Regions from separate parts of the Mus musculus genome. Here all the other regions are linked to region 2. The links are chromatin contacts, called in public promoter capture Hi-C maps. All regions are on one chromosome and are shown on one strand. The core of a region is the stretch at or near the end of the contact, and the rest is flanking DNA. Distances in the headings are between cores, read along the strand shown.

Region 1 (3,525 bases), core at 306-2,805, 2.2 Mb before region 2:
TGTAAATGTTTTCTATAAGCACAGGTAATTTTAATTTGCAATATGTCTTAGTTAGGGTTTCTATTACTGCAATGAAAACATCATGACCAGAAAGCAAATGTGTGTGTGTGTGTGTGTGTGTGTGTGTGTGTGTGCGCGCGCACGCTCATGCGCGCCCTCACACACTATTTGGCTCACACTTGCACATTAAATTCATGATTTAAAAAAGCCAGGACAGGAACTCCAAGAGGGCAGGAACCTAGAAGCAGGAGCTGATGCAGAACCTGTGGACCAATGCTGCTTACTGGCCTGCTCATCGTGACATGCTTACCTCGATTTGTTATAGAACACAGGACCACCAGCCCAGGGTGGCACCATCCACAATGGCCCTCCCCGTCCAGTTACTAATTAAGAAAAAGGTCTTAAAAGCTATTCTCAATTGAGATTCTTTCCTTCTATGTAACTCTAGCTTGTATCAGGTTAATGCGAAAGTAGGCTGTGTTAGAACTTATTAAATTTGCATAATATGAAATAAATTGTACAAGATGTGTTTCTTGCATTGTATGAAGCCTGTGAACTACAATTACTTCCCTAGAAATAGTGAGTGGCCCTGAAGAAATTACAGGGGCTGGAGAACTGGCTGCTCTTCTGGAGGACCCAGGTTTGGTTCCCAGCATGGCCACTTAGCCATCTGTAACTCTAGTTCCAGAGGATTCAATGCCCTCTTCTGGCCCCCTTAGGCAACAGTCACACATGCCATGCAGATGCAGGCAAACACACACACACACACACACACACACACACACACATATGTGAGATACAAAATAATAAAAGATCATTTACAAGCACTTAGAAAATCTTATTGGAAAAATTGGTTTTGTAAAATATAAGAATATATAATAAGAAACAAATCTCTTCCAAGTGCAGTTGACATTTTGGGTAGAATGTAAAAACAACAAACAGAAGGGCCACACCAGTAGATGTTTTGATCTCCTGAAGACCTGAATCCAGTTAGGGCACCTTGTCCTCTTCCCCTTGAGTGATGTCACCAGGAACTGCTCACAACCTAGTGTAAATAAGTATCTGGGGAAGAAACTGTGGGTAGGGCAAGGGTTCAGGTATTTCGTCAGGAAAAGCCTAGAACAATCTGGAAAAGCTTTCTCTGGCTACTGTTTGGGTAGTTTTTATTTGTTTATTTATTTTAGAAAAAAACAAGGTGCAGTCCAACTTGGGCCTCAAAGAAACGGGACCTTAAGGGACGCTGTCTGTCCTTGACACTGCATTTCCTTGCTGGCTTTTCTTGCACTTTGAGCCATGCAGGATTGGGCTCCTCTGCAGTTATTGGTTGCTCTTCACAGACTGACAGACTTGTCTGGAACCTCTCAGAGGAAAGTTTCAGGTTGCTGGGGCTTGCCAAGCCCACTAAGCAGCGAGCAGAGCAAAGTGGGGTGGGGACAGAAGGAGGAGCGGGAGAAGCGGGAGGAGGATCAGGAGGAGGAGCAGCCTTTCACACTCCACTGCTCCGCCTCTGATTGGCTCTGGGTTTCAGCTGCTTCGCTGGAACAAAAGGTCAAAGTGGACTGCAGTGTAAATGTGGAGGCAGCCGATAAATATCCTTGCCTGCAGCTGGAGGTGGAGAGGCAGTGTCAGCTGCAGCAGGTTGTGTGTTCCGCGGGTCCTGCACACAGGGCTTGACTGGAAGGCACTCGGGGATCCCGTGCAGATTCGCACACGAGGATGGCTTGTGAAATCATGCCGCTGCGAAGGTAGTGTTCTCTGCTTCTTATGCTGTTTGGTATTTTCTGGGCAGCGTACTTGGCCAGTGCTCTCGGCATCATTAGTAACAGGCTGCAAACCTTGCAGTCTGTTCTGCACAGTGCTCTTTCCTCAGACCAGATAGAAACATTTAAATAGCGCACTTCTCTTTCACTGACACTTTTGTGTAGTTGCTCATGATTATTGGGTTCAGCTATACCTTCTTTTAAGGGAAGTGTATTTAAGACAATACCTCTGCAAACCGAAGCAAAGCAAACTGAATGGGCTTCCTGGGTCTCCAGGCTGTTAGAGCTCATAGATGGATCTGATTCTCTGCTCTCTAGGCAAGGACTTTCTTCAAGTATATTGTAGTTATCGGAATAAAGGTTGAGAACAATGTTTTTCCTTGAATAATTCTAGGTAGATTGGTTACCCAAATGACGCTTGGAAAAAAATAACAAAACAAAAACAAAAACCAAAAAGGAAAAAAAAAATGCTGTGTAAGAGTGATAGAGCACAGGGTTCTGGCTTTGCTTTTGAGGACTGTGATGGGGGCAGGGGGTGGGGTGTCTCTCTGAGTCCTATAGAAATAAATAAAGGTAACTAACTGTACATAGCCCTGGCTGTTAGGAAGCACACTGCTGGTGAAGTAGACCCGAGTGCTGAGTGCTGTGTGTTAAAGCCACTACAGAAATCACTGAGTCCTGTCCCCACAGAAAGTCTGAGCCGCCCAAGGTCACAGTTCATAGTTTAAAAACTGACTTGTGCTAATCATATGGTTACATCTGAATTGCAATTACTTAGTGATAGTGACATTTGACTTCATATATATGTTTCATTTACAGTTTTCTATGGAAAATGGTATTGTCAAAAATCAGACAGTAATGGCAATTTATTGAAAATACTTAGATGAAATGAATTTACTGAAAAGAAACAATCCCATGTATATTTTGTTTGTGCTTTAGCAACAGAAATATGATTTTAAAAGTGTATCATTTTTGGTAAAGAGATTCCTTCAGGCTGGCTGTGGTGAGAGCCAGTGTGGTTGTTTTTCTTTTGCTGTCCTGACATGTCCACTGTAATAGGAACTTGATGTGGTGTTCAGAGTACCTTATCAGAGAATTGATACTTAATGTAGAAGAAAGTGCTGTGTAGAGTAATCTATAATTCTACATTGATTTGGTGGAAAAGTCCCCATGCTTGAAATTTCTAAGAGAACAAAACTAATGTACACTTTTTGGAGTTTTAATATCTAATTGTTAGGTTGGGAACTTTTGTCCTTCCAATGATGTCGGTCCTCAAGATCTCTAAGCAGGTCATGTTTTAGATAAAAAGTATTGGCCATTACTAAGCCCTGTTGTAGCTACACAAAAATAGAATGCCTGCTATGTAGAGCAAAAATGACCATGTGAGTTCCTGAAAACTATTTTACATTGTTGGTCGCTATAGTGAAACTAGAAATCTCAGTGTGCATTGCAGAATGCTGAGTCATGACTTTTGTCTCTCTGGTCACTCCTCACCAGCTCACTGTGCACTCAATGTCCCCTTACTTCCAAGCCCCATGGCAGGGATGATTGATCCCCTGGCAATCTTCACTTGCAGTTTATTTCTGCTTTTGATTATACACTTCTTGAAGACAACGGCCAGGTGTGTATGATGAGGCTTTCTGCACAGAGGTCCCTTGTGAGTCTAAGTGTTTATGCCGAATCGCTCATGATCTTGCAGGGTGTCTCTCTTCAGATCTCAGGCCAATGTCTTTGGCTGTTGTTCTCCATGTTTGTTATAGAAATG
Region 2 (3,445 bases), core at 675-3,174:
CCTTGATGAGGGCTCAGAGGCTTACTATGCAGCTCTGGCAATCCTGAAACACATTATGTAGACCAGGCTGGCCTCGAACTCACAGAGACCTGCCTGCCTCTGCCTCTCAAATGCTGGGACTAAAGGTGTGTATCACCACATCCAGAAAATATAATTTTTAAAAAGAACATGAAGAACTAGGGACACTGAGGGAGGGAGTGAAAGGTGAATTACACAAGACAACTGGGAGTTACTTTTGAGATTCTGGGCCTCAAAAACTTAGACTTAAGTCCCATTTGATTCAACAGTTCCAGTCCTGGGTATATAGCCAAAAGAAATGAAATATTTTTAAAAATCAACCTTATAATCTATATTTTCAGAGGTTTTTTGCATATTTTTTATGGAGAGTGTGCCATGACATTCATGTGGAGATTAGAGTACAATTTGTGGGAGTCATTTTTCTCCTTTGGCGATGAGAGTACCAGGGACTGACTAGATGATCAAGCTTGTCAGCGAGTGCCTTAACCACAGAGCCATCTCATGAGCCCTATACATTCTAGGAGAACTACATAGCAGGGGAATACCTCAATTAAGGTGGGTTGGTATAAAAACTACAACTGAAACAATGGTATGACTAGGACTGAGGATATAGCTCAAAAATACAGAGCTTGCCTAGAATGTACAGTCCTGGGTTCAATCTCCCTGTGCACCCCCCAAAATAATTACCACTAAGGAGGACTAACCATATCTAAGCCTTTGCTTTGTGCCACATAGTACTGACAACCTTAAATGTTTTTACATACTCATGTGTGGCTGCTTATATTGTACATAATAAGCCCATTCAGGCACAACAGTTCCCTGTCTAATGGAGTGCTTCACCACAAGGACACAGCCCAGGGTTAGAAACAGCAGCCTGAAGAAAGGGGCAAGGCTGAAATGAGCTGAAAACTTAAGTTACATGAGCAAGCCCAGGCCATCTCTCCCACAGTTTTTGTAAAGCCAGAAGGGGAGGGCACAGGAGTTGCACACAGGCACAGCATTTGAATTCCCACAGCCTGAATCCAATATTTGCACAGGTCTCACTGGTCTTGGTTACTTAATTGGTAAAAAAAAAAAAAAAAAAAAAAAAAAAAAAAAAAAGTTTCTTCTTGTAACTCCCCAAAGATTTAAATGAGCTCGTGCATATATATATATATACCGTTGCCTAACACCTCAACAGTTCAGTACAGTGACTGCAATTATGGGACACCTACCTCCTCCTCCCACTAGTCAATGCTAAGGTTGGGTTGTCTAGACAATCCAGGGATGAAACCCAGAGACCAGTCAAGACGGACCACCAAGAAGGCGGGCGAGCATCACCCACTCTTGGAGGTCTCGCTGAGTGGCCATTTTACATGTCTGAAAAACGTGTTCCGCTGTGCGGGGCAGAGAGGAAAAGAGGAATTGTCCTGTCCGCAATCTTAAGGTCCCAACTATGGCTGAAGGCTCAGCACACCTCCAAACGCATGGGGAGGGCGGCGGAGGGGGTGGGGGCGGGCTGGTGGAGGTCCTTGGGGAGTGTGGGGGCACGGGGTACCTGGAGTCGAACTTCTGGCCGTCGAGGAAAGTCCCCACGTAGTGGTAGCGCACGAAGTCGCCACTGTGCACCGTGCGCGGACACTCATCAGGCACGAAGCTCTGCTGGATCTGAAGTTCCGAGCTCACAGCCAGGCCCAACACCGGGGCTGCCTGCCCGGTCACCCAGAGCAGCAGCAGGAGCAGCGACCGGCGCCGCCAGCCCCGGGCCCCTAATGCCATCGCGCGGCCTGGACTCCGGGGAGGCGAGGGGCAAGGCTGGGCGCGCCGCGGCGATGCAAACGTGGAAAGGTCTCCCGGCTAGCCCCGGGCCGCAGCGCCCGCCCCCCGCCGCCCGCGTCCGCCCCGTGCCGGGCCGAGGGGAGGAGCCGCGCCCAGCCCGAGGGGCGTCCACCGGCCTGGGAATTCCTCTGCCTTCCCCGCCTCCAGAAGCCGGGAGAGGATCGCTCTGACTGCCAGGCCCCGCGCCTGAGCACTGCGGATCCCAAGAGACGATATGGAGACTCCTACGTGGCAGCGGATCCAGTTTCCCCTTGCTGCTCTGGGAAAGGAAGGAAACTTAAGAGTCTTTTTTAAAAACTTAGTTACTGGGGGTGTACATACACAATAAACAGGCTGGAACTTCCCTCAGAATGTTTTTGAGTTGCTGTGAACTAATGTGGTCAGTGAATTAAGTTCCTAACACGTGACAGCTTGGCCAGCGCTCCAGATCCCACAAGCGACCCCTAGTTAAATGAATCCTCGATTTATTAAAGCTTTGGAGTATTAAAAGTAAATCAACAGAGCTTTCTCAATTTGTTTTGGGAAGCTACCAAATAATCCAGATACCAAAATCTACTAAAGACACCCACAAACGAGAAAAATAAGCAGTTGGCACCAAACAAGTTCTTTTTTTTTTTTTTTTTTTTTTTAGCAAAGATGCTAAATAAAACTTGAGCAAATGGAACACAACAGCTACCTGAGTGAGCTGGTTAACAAAGTATCAGAGACATCTGCAAAGTGAAGAGAAAACAAGATACTTTAAAAATTAGTATAGAGCCTATGATTAGAATCCAACGATCTAATAAGAAGCTATAGGTGGCCCTCAAAAAAAGGTTAGTGATCAGTTTTCCTACTTGGAAAAAAACAAAAACAAAAAACCTTGGAGTGTCCTAAGTTACAGAACAAGAGAGAGAGGAAAAAAGAAATCCGTGCTAACGTCACTTCAAGTTAAATCATCAAAGGAAAAGAAGAGAACAAAAAGGCGCTCCACGTTGCTTCCCTGGACCTTGAAAATCAATACCGCAATCTACTTTTAGAATCAAGCAACCTGAGAATCAATCAAAACCTTTCTTTACTCTCAGCTCCTAACTGCCGGGCCACCTTTCCAGGGCTCCCTTCCAGCTTTTCCCCAATAGTTTCAAGGCTGAATTTAAGTCTTCGTCCATTTTGAGTTGACCTTTGTATACAAGAGATGTGGTTCTAGTTTATCTAGCCTATGCATATTCAGTTCCCCAGCACCATTCATAGAAGACAAGGTCCTTTATCCAGTGGCCGTTCTTGCTGCCTTGTGGAAAAACCAGATGGTTGAGTATATGTGTGTGAGCTGTGGATTGAACTTTTGTCTTACAAATTCTTGATAAGTTACGTTAGCACGGGTTTCTTTTTTTCCTCTATCCTACGCAGAGCAAAGCCTTCTCAGAGTCTCAAGTAGGAAGGAGGACCTGGACTTAATACCCAGTAGCCATGTGGTAGCTCACAGCTGTCTGTAACTCCAGTTCCAGGGGAGCTGAGGTCTTTTTCTGTCTTCTGTGGGCATTGCAGATCCGGTACACAGATACAGTGGCAGGCAAAACATGCATACACCTAAAGGAAATATAAATAAAGATTATTTTTTTCAAAAGAAACACTT
Region 3 (3,476 bases), core at 107-2,606, 2.1 Mb before region 2:
TTTTAATACAGTAATTTTACTTTAAAAATATTCAGTGCTTACTCCATGTCAGCACTAAATGGTTTACATACAATTAAGTTAATACACGTAAGAAGTAAAAGAGAGAAATTTCTTATGAAATTCATATGCATAAAACTCTGGCAAGACCCACCACAGAGAAAGACAGATCTAAATAGGTAATGAATGTATCCTCTAGGAACCACTTAAAAGTTGTGCCCTGCTCTTTATTCTAGAAGCTCTAAGGAGGCAGGAAGGACCTGGAGTTCACATAGTTTAAAGCTAGACTGGACCAGCTAAATAAATAAATAAATAGATAGATAAACAAAACAAATAACTCTCTAATTCTGGCTTATATGGGGAAAAAAATAAAAGATCACTTCATTATTAGAAAACAAGACTTTGATGTTTATGGTCTTTTCCAAAGCTCTCACATACAAATTACAAGCAGATTCAAACAACAGATGGTTAACTGTGAAGTGTTTGGTGACAAATGACTGTAGAAGCATCTGTGGGTCCCTAAGGAAGTGTAGGATCAAACACGCATTTCAAGATGTATTAAAATGACCTCTTTTCCCCAGCCTTTATGGGCATGTTTAATCTGCTAACTGGAAGCAGTGTGCCTCCACCCAAAAACTGAATTGGGCCCTACACATCTATACATGACAGCATCTTTTCACAATGTCACACGGTTGGACACTTCTAGGGCTTTGCATTTCTTCTGTTCACCCTCACTTTATTTCTTTTCAGAGGCAATTGTGTGAAACCTACTAGAATGCTCACAGCGCAGAAATTTGCCACACAAACACTTACAGAATCAATGCCAAGGTCCCTCCCGGAACAATTTGCCACGAGGATATAGGTTTAACAGAGATGTCTAACTGTGCTCTAAGAGCCAAAGATGGTCTGCGCAGATACAGGCACGCACTGTGGGTCTGCAAAGGTGAAGGAAAATGGTTCTCCTGCATTTCTGTTCTCTGAAAGTGAATTTAAGACGCAGTCAGGCTTGGAAATGTACCCATAACCAAGGCTTACCAACATTAGCTATGGCGCACTTTCAACAAAGATTGTCAGGTGCATTGCGGATTTGGAGAACTAAGATGGGAGGGGGAGCACACAGTAAACAGATTGGGGGGGGGGGGTGTATAAACAGGTATGGAAAAATACAGTCTCAGCCTCGAGCTGGTTCCAGCCAGTTCTGCAGGGGTGGGGGCGGATGCTGAGGGCTGGGTGTCTAAGTGGCAGGTTTTAGAGACCTCGGAGATAGCAGCATAGCAACAATTTGGTGCAGTGTGTGCGCACAACCATCAGCTGATAGTGAGCAGCCATTCACTTGCCGCGAGCCGCGAAGCGGCCGCGCGGACGTCACCACAGCCGTCAGCGTTTGCCGCATCTTCAGACGCACTCTGGACCAGCCGCAATCACAGCTGCAGGACCTCTCTGGACCAGCTCTATTGCAGACTGCGCAACCACCAGACCACTGCGGCAAACAAGCCCAGCTGAGCCGAGCAGTAGCCATGGCCGACCCCGAGAAGCAGGGACCCGCTGAGAGCCGCGCCGAGGACGAGGTAATGGAAGGCGCCCAGGGTGGCGAAGATGCCGCGACCGGTGACAGTGCCGCTGCTCCCGCGGCCGAGGAGCCCCAGGCCCCCGCGGAGAACGCGCCCAAGCCCAAAAAAGACTTTATGGAGAGCTTGCCCAATTCCGTGAAATGCCGGGTTCTGGCGCTCAAAAAGCTGCAGAAGCGCTGCGATAAGATCGAGGCCAAGTTTGACAAGGAATTCCAGGCTCTGGAGAAGAAGTACAACGATATCTACAAGCCCCTGCTCGCCAAGATCCAGGAGCTCACCGGAGAGATGGAGGGCTGCGCGTGGACCCTGGAGGGAGAGGATGATGAAGATGACGAGGAAGAGGACGACGAGGAGGAGGAGGAGGAAGAAGAGGCTGCAGCTGGCGCAACTGGGGGTCCCAACTTCGCCAAGAAGTGAGCACAGCAAGCTGACAGGTGATAAATCCCCTGCCCCTTTTATTTCCAATGTCGGCAGACTTTAAAAGGCTCAGGATTTGCCCAAAATAAAATGTGAATCTATTCTGACATTCCTAAAATTAAATTGAATCAAGTAGATTCTGGCTAGCCCGTTTCTAATCTGACTTTTATTTGTGTAAAACAGATGCTAAAAGACGTTTTTTAGAAAAAAAAAAAAGCCTAATTAAACTTTTTTTTTTCTCCCTGCTCTTCTGTGAGAACTGGACTTGAGACTGTTGAAAGGTTGTCAGTTAGATGGGAATTAAAAGTGCGTCACACGTTGAAATCCATTCATCACACTACACCAGAACATCCAAGCTAAGACAGAACTCTTCTCAATGCTTAATTCTTCAGTTTCTTTACATTTTCCAGCGCAGAGGAAAAGGAACCCAGGAACGACGTCATCTTTAAGACTTTTGCTTTTGCAAACCCAGACATCAGCTTTACACTCCAGAGGAGCCTTGGCATGGAGCAAGCCTGGACTGACAGCATTTACTGATTATGTGGCTAGGAAAACTGCCATTTCAAGTTGTGAAAAAATGTTTTAAATATTTGCATTTACAGAAAGAACATGGTTTCAAAAATGAGGGTGTATTCCATGTATAATATTGTCAACACGTGTTCATCTGTTATGGTCCCGTGTTACCTGTTTTCTTGGTAGTGTTTGTTTACAAAATCGTAAAAAATTACCCCAAATGTTTTAAAGTGTTAAATTACCTTATAGCATTTTAGAAATATAATTTACTTGAAGAGATGTAGAATGTAGCAATTCTGTAAAGCATGTGTATCCAGTGTTGCCTAGTTTGACCTTTGTGAAGTCTTTTTGTCTTGTAGCTTTTAGCAAGTAGCTGTGAAAACCATCAGAACTCCTCAATGAAGCTAATGTTTGGAAAAAGTATATACTTGAAGAACAAACCCAAGTGTGTACCCCCAACCCCAGCTCAGAAATAGAAAGGGTTTAAGTTTGCTTGTATTAGCTGTGCCTTCATTATTTTGCTATGTAAATGTGACTTAATAAATGGTGCAAAATTAAATTTTATTGCTTGAGGACAGACGGGCATAAAGGAAGGGAAAAGACATTTAATGTAAAGGCCTCTAGCTTCTTTGTGGGTTTTGAGTTGTCTGTGAACCAATGTTCTGTAAAGAAACACAAACTTAAAGTTGTTTACCACTGTGGTGTTAACAAAACAGTATTTTCAAAAATAAAAAAATCCTTGTTATTCTGACTACCTGTACTGTCATCTATAAAAGTGGGTGGGAACAATCCCTTCCTCGCAGTTATTATGAAGAGAAAGTGAGTAACTACGCTTACAGCCCACACAGCAGCGTCTGACACCTAGGAATAATTTCCAGCTATTATTGTTTTAATAAAGACAAAAGACCCAGATAGAAAATTCAACTCCCTCCCCTGCTACACAACAGAAAATGGTAGCATTATTAATTTCTAACTTGG
Region 4 (3,300 bases), core at 693-3,192, 2.4 Mb before region 2:
TGTGAACCTGTGGCATTTGCACAACACATAATAATGATTCTTTCTCTGCTTGTCCTATATTCACAAGTACTCTGGTCCGTGTCAAAAGCCAATGTCCTCGTTGGTAGACATTTCCAGAACAATCCAGTTTGGTCAGCACCATAAATCTGTTCTGGTAGGAGATTTTCTCTTTCCACAAATTCCTGAAAGTTACCACAAAATTCACTGGCAGCAGTTTCATCCCCTTTTAATTTTGTGCCTTTCCCTGCAGCCTTTGGAATACCGTGGCGCTGCTTAAACCTAGTAAGCCAGCCAGAAGAGGCATTAAAATCACCCTCCATGCCCAATGCATCGAAGAAGAACCTAGCCTGCTTTGCACAGATCGTTCCAGACACTGGAATGCCATCTGTTTTCTGTTGATTAAACCATTCTATCATCACTCTGTCAAGCTCCTCATACGTTGACGACTTCATGGATTTACGCTTGGACACCCCACTAGTTGGGTCTGAACTGTTGGCATAGTTTATAATTCTCTCTTTGTTTTTTTTAATGTCACGAACTGTGGATTCACCAATTCCATACAGGACAGAAAGTTTTTTGAAGGAGTTGCCTTCTTCAAGCTTCTTAATAATGTCAAGTTTGTCTTTAATTGTCAGGACCACACGTTTACGTTTCCCCAACATTTTAGTCTAATTATTTTAGACAATTAACAACTTAGATTTGAACACAAAGAGACCAGAAAATGGAGGCTTAAGAGTCCTCAGCTGTTCCCTAAGACTTGGATGTTATAACAATTTTCAACGAAAGTCCGAGTTTTTCCCTTTGCATTTTAGAACTTAACCTGTTCCTATGACAACGAATAGCTCCAGATAACCCTTGTTTCTCTTCTTCCTCCTTGCTCTTTTCATTAAATTGCAGCCTTACTGAAAGCTCTAAGTTGAATCAATATTGTCCTACCGAGGTTTCTAAAACATTCTCATGATGATCAATTTTTGCCATTACCATGGGTCTTTTTTTCTTTTTCTTTTTTTCTTATGCTACGTTCAAGAAAACAGTTTTACTCGGGCTTGCACACTTAACAGACAGAAACACGGAGCAGGAAGCCTCACAGCCTGACTGTTGATGTCTGTGTCAGACAGCCAAGTGAGTGAACGCTCTCTTCAAGGCAAGGACTCTTGATGAGTACCTATGAAAGTCACAGCGAGCAGAGGTGAGCTGTCTCACCTCTTAGAATGTAAGTGGACAGGCAAACAACTCAGTACTTTAAACCAAAAAGAACTTATTGCTAATGGCAACTGAAAGGGAAACAGCGGACAAGTGATGTCACATGATTCAAGAAAGGATAAAAAACTTCATTGGTGGAAATCAGGACCCAAGGCTGCAACTAGGGGGTGGTAGGCTGGGTGAAGACCATACAGTAATCCTGGTGCAAGAAGATCTCCATGACCACAGAAGTAGCTGCTGGGGTGGTAGAGGTACTCGAGCCTTTGAAACCTATAGGAAAATACCAAACACGTTTTCCTTTCAGTATCAGTCCACCGTATAACTCATACCTACCCCTGCAACTGTGTCTAGGACATTGCCACCTATCAACCTGACAGGTAATAGACAAATAACGCTCGCAGGCACCACCCGGGAGCTGAGAGCCTACCTCCTGACACTACCAGGGCCTCTCCGAGACCGCCGGCCAGCAAGCTCCGAGCCGGACGCTGGGTGAAAGTCGGAGGCAGAGGGTCACGGCCGCAGCCCTACAGCGAGCGACTGGTCACCAGGCGCGCGGGACGCCGGGAAGCAGGGTGCGGGCATCGCTCCGCCTGACCGGCCAGAACGCAGAGCCAGCAGAGGAAGTCCCCAGCGAAGTCGACCCCGCCAGCCACCGCAGAGCGAGCGCGCAACGGAGCTGCGCGGCCGAGCCGGAAGGCAGGGGATTAGGTGCGCGCGCGCGCCCCCGCAGGAACGTGTTGTCGGCGAGGGGCGGGATGCGCGGGCGAGCCCGCTGACGGGGGCGCGGCTTCTGGGGGAGGGGCGGGGCTTGGCCAATGCTCCGCCTCCGGACACCCAGCGTGTGGCTCACGGCTGAGACCAGCAGAGGGCGACGCAGGGTGATTCTAGGTGGCCGGACTTTGCAGATGAGAAGGGAATAATAGCAAGGTTTTCTTTCTGGTAAGACTCAGGGAATATTTTAAGGCCCTAATGAGTTTACAGCTGTAACCTTCCAGGAATCTTCCCTCAAGGACTCTCTTCTGTTATCTTCTAACTAACAGGTTGTTCTGTTAGTATCATTTGGGTAATTTTCCTATATTTGTGTCCAAGGAAGTGAGAGTTGTGCTGTTTTGAGGATCATGTTGTTTTTTTCTTTTTTCTTTCTTCAGTAGCTTAAGATATATTTTAATCATGTTTACAATGTTACAATTTAGTATTGATGTTTTATGAAGTTAAATTATTAAATGAATAGTCTTAAATCCACTGTGGTGTTTTGTTTTGTTTTGTTTTGTTTTTTGAAAAATTATATAATTACCAAAAGCCAAAAATCAAATATTTGGAATACCTACTGTGAAATTTAAGAGATTAAAGGTTGTACTTGATACTTGTTATTTTTCTTAAATCTAGTTATCAAATGTAAAAATAAAAAGGCCCAGGGAGTGCACAGAGCCTCTTTGCCCTCTTCTGCGGCTGCGGCAACACAGAGCCGGATACCAGAGGCCAGCCAGCATGACGGTCGGCACTGATGACCTTAATGCTGGTGCAGGAATATAAGGACCACTTCCTGCTGTCAAAGGGGAATTTCAAGACTTCCACCTGTATCCAGTCCCAGCGTAGAGCCCCTCTCTTGCATAATAGTTTTTTAGGTGGTGTTGTTTTTAAATCCTTCTTCCACAAACTACAACCTAATGTGGATTATTCTGTTTCAGAAGAGGTTGTTTATTTGTTTGTTTCTCTAGAATTCTAGCACCAGGAGAGAGGGAAATCAAACCAAGCATTCATTCACTCTGCAGAGAAAGAATGTTGATTACTGGCCCTCTTTTGTCTCCCAAGCCTTCTCTGTGCTGCTATTCTCAGAGTCCCACCCTTCCACTCTCTGGCCTGCTGGATGGAAATCCTTTGATCTTTGATCTATCTCTGCTGTCCTATGGATGACTTTGGACAAGCCCTAGTTTTGCCTGAAAGTAGACTTCCCATAACTCTCACCCGCTTCAAGCTTACAAGGAAGCAATCTGAGTGGTTCCAAATGACCATTCCTAGTAAAGAACAATTTCATTCATATTGCTTTTAAAAACTTCCCTTCTCCCTTCTCGTTCTTAAGGAGTGCGCAAAAACACT

What was found. Promoter capture Hi-C pulls out the DNA fragments that hold promoters and counts their contacts.
Region 1: a contact with region 2 is called in a promoter capture Hi-C map of cranial neural crest. The contact joins the promoter of Fam13a here to the promoter of Fkbp9 in region 2. A contact is called at or near these places in 3 of 39 promoter capture datasets (cranial neural crest, hippocampal neurons and liver) and 1 of 115 datasets of contacts at active chromatin or transcription factors (astrocytes).
Region 3: a contact with region 2 is called in a promoter capture Hi-C map of embryonic stem cells, with 3 times the contacts expected there. The contact joins the promoter of Nap1l5 here to the promoter of Fkbp9 in region 2. A contact is called at or near these places in 4 of 39 promoter capture datasets (embryonic stem cells, hippocampal neurons and pre-B cells) and 2 of 9 other capture datasets (adipose tissue and liver).
Region 4: a promoter capture Hi-C map of pre-B cells shows a contact between it and region 2. The contact joins the promoter of Tigd2 here to the promoter of Fkbp9 in region 2. A contact is called at or near these places in 7 of 39 promoter capture datasets (the 3T3-L1 cell line, cranial neural crest, embryonic stem cells and 3 more) and 1 of 115 datasets of contacts at active chromatin or transcription factors (embryonic stem cells).

What each region holds. Positions count from the first base shown.
Region 1 is chr6:59,022,532-59,026,056 of GRCm38.p6, reverse strand. Fam13a (family with sequence similarity 13, member A) reads left to right here and starts at 1,555. Exons shown (of 18, transcript NM_153574.2): 1 at 1,555-1,745. The coding sequence starts at 1,717. Gm52905 (a long non-coding RNA gene) reads right to left here. Exons shown (of 2, transcript XR_003956447.1): 2 at 1,147-3,525.
Region 2 is chr6:56,830,538-56,833,982 of GRCm38.p6, reverse strand. Fkbp9 (FK506 binding protein 9) reads right to left here and starts at 1,924. Exons shown (of 10, transcript NM_012056.2): 1 at 1,556-1,924. The coding sequence starts at 1,776.
Region 3 is chr6:58,905,006-58,908,481 of GRCm38.p6, reverse strand. It overlaps Nap1l5 (nucleosome assembly protein 1-like 5), which reads left to right and starts at 1,356. Exons shown (of 1, transcript NM_021432.2): 1 at 1,356-3,249. The coding sequence starts at 1,515. The coding sequence ends at 1,985. All of the region lies in intron 23 of Herc3 (hect domain and RLD 3), which reads right to left.
Region 4 is chr6:59,207,512-59,210,811 of GRCm38.p6, reverse strand. It overlaps Tigd2 (tigger transposable element derived 2), which reads right to left and starts at 1,942. Exons shown (of 2, transcript NM_001081145.1): 1 at 1,631-1,942; 2 at 1-1,473. The coding sequence starts at 662.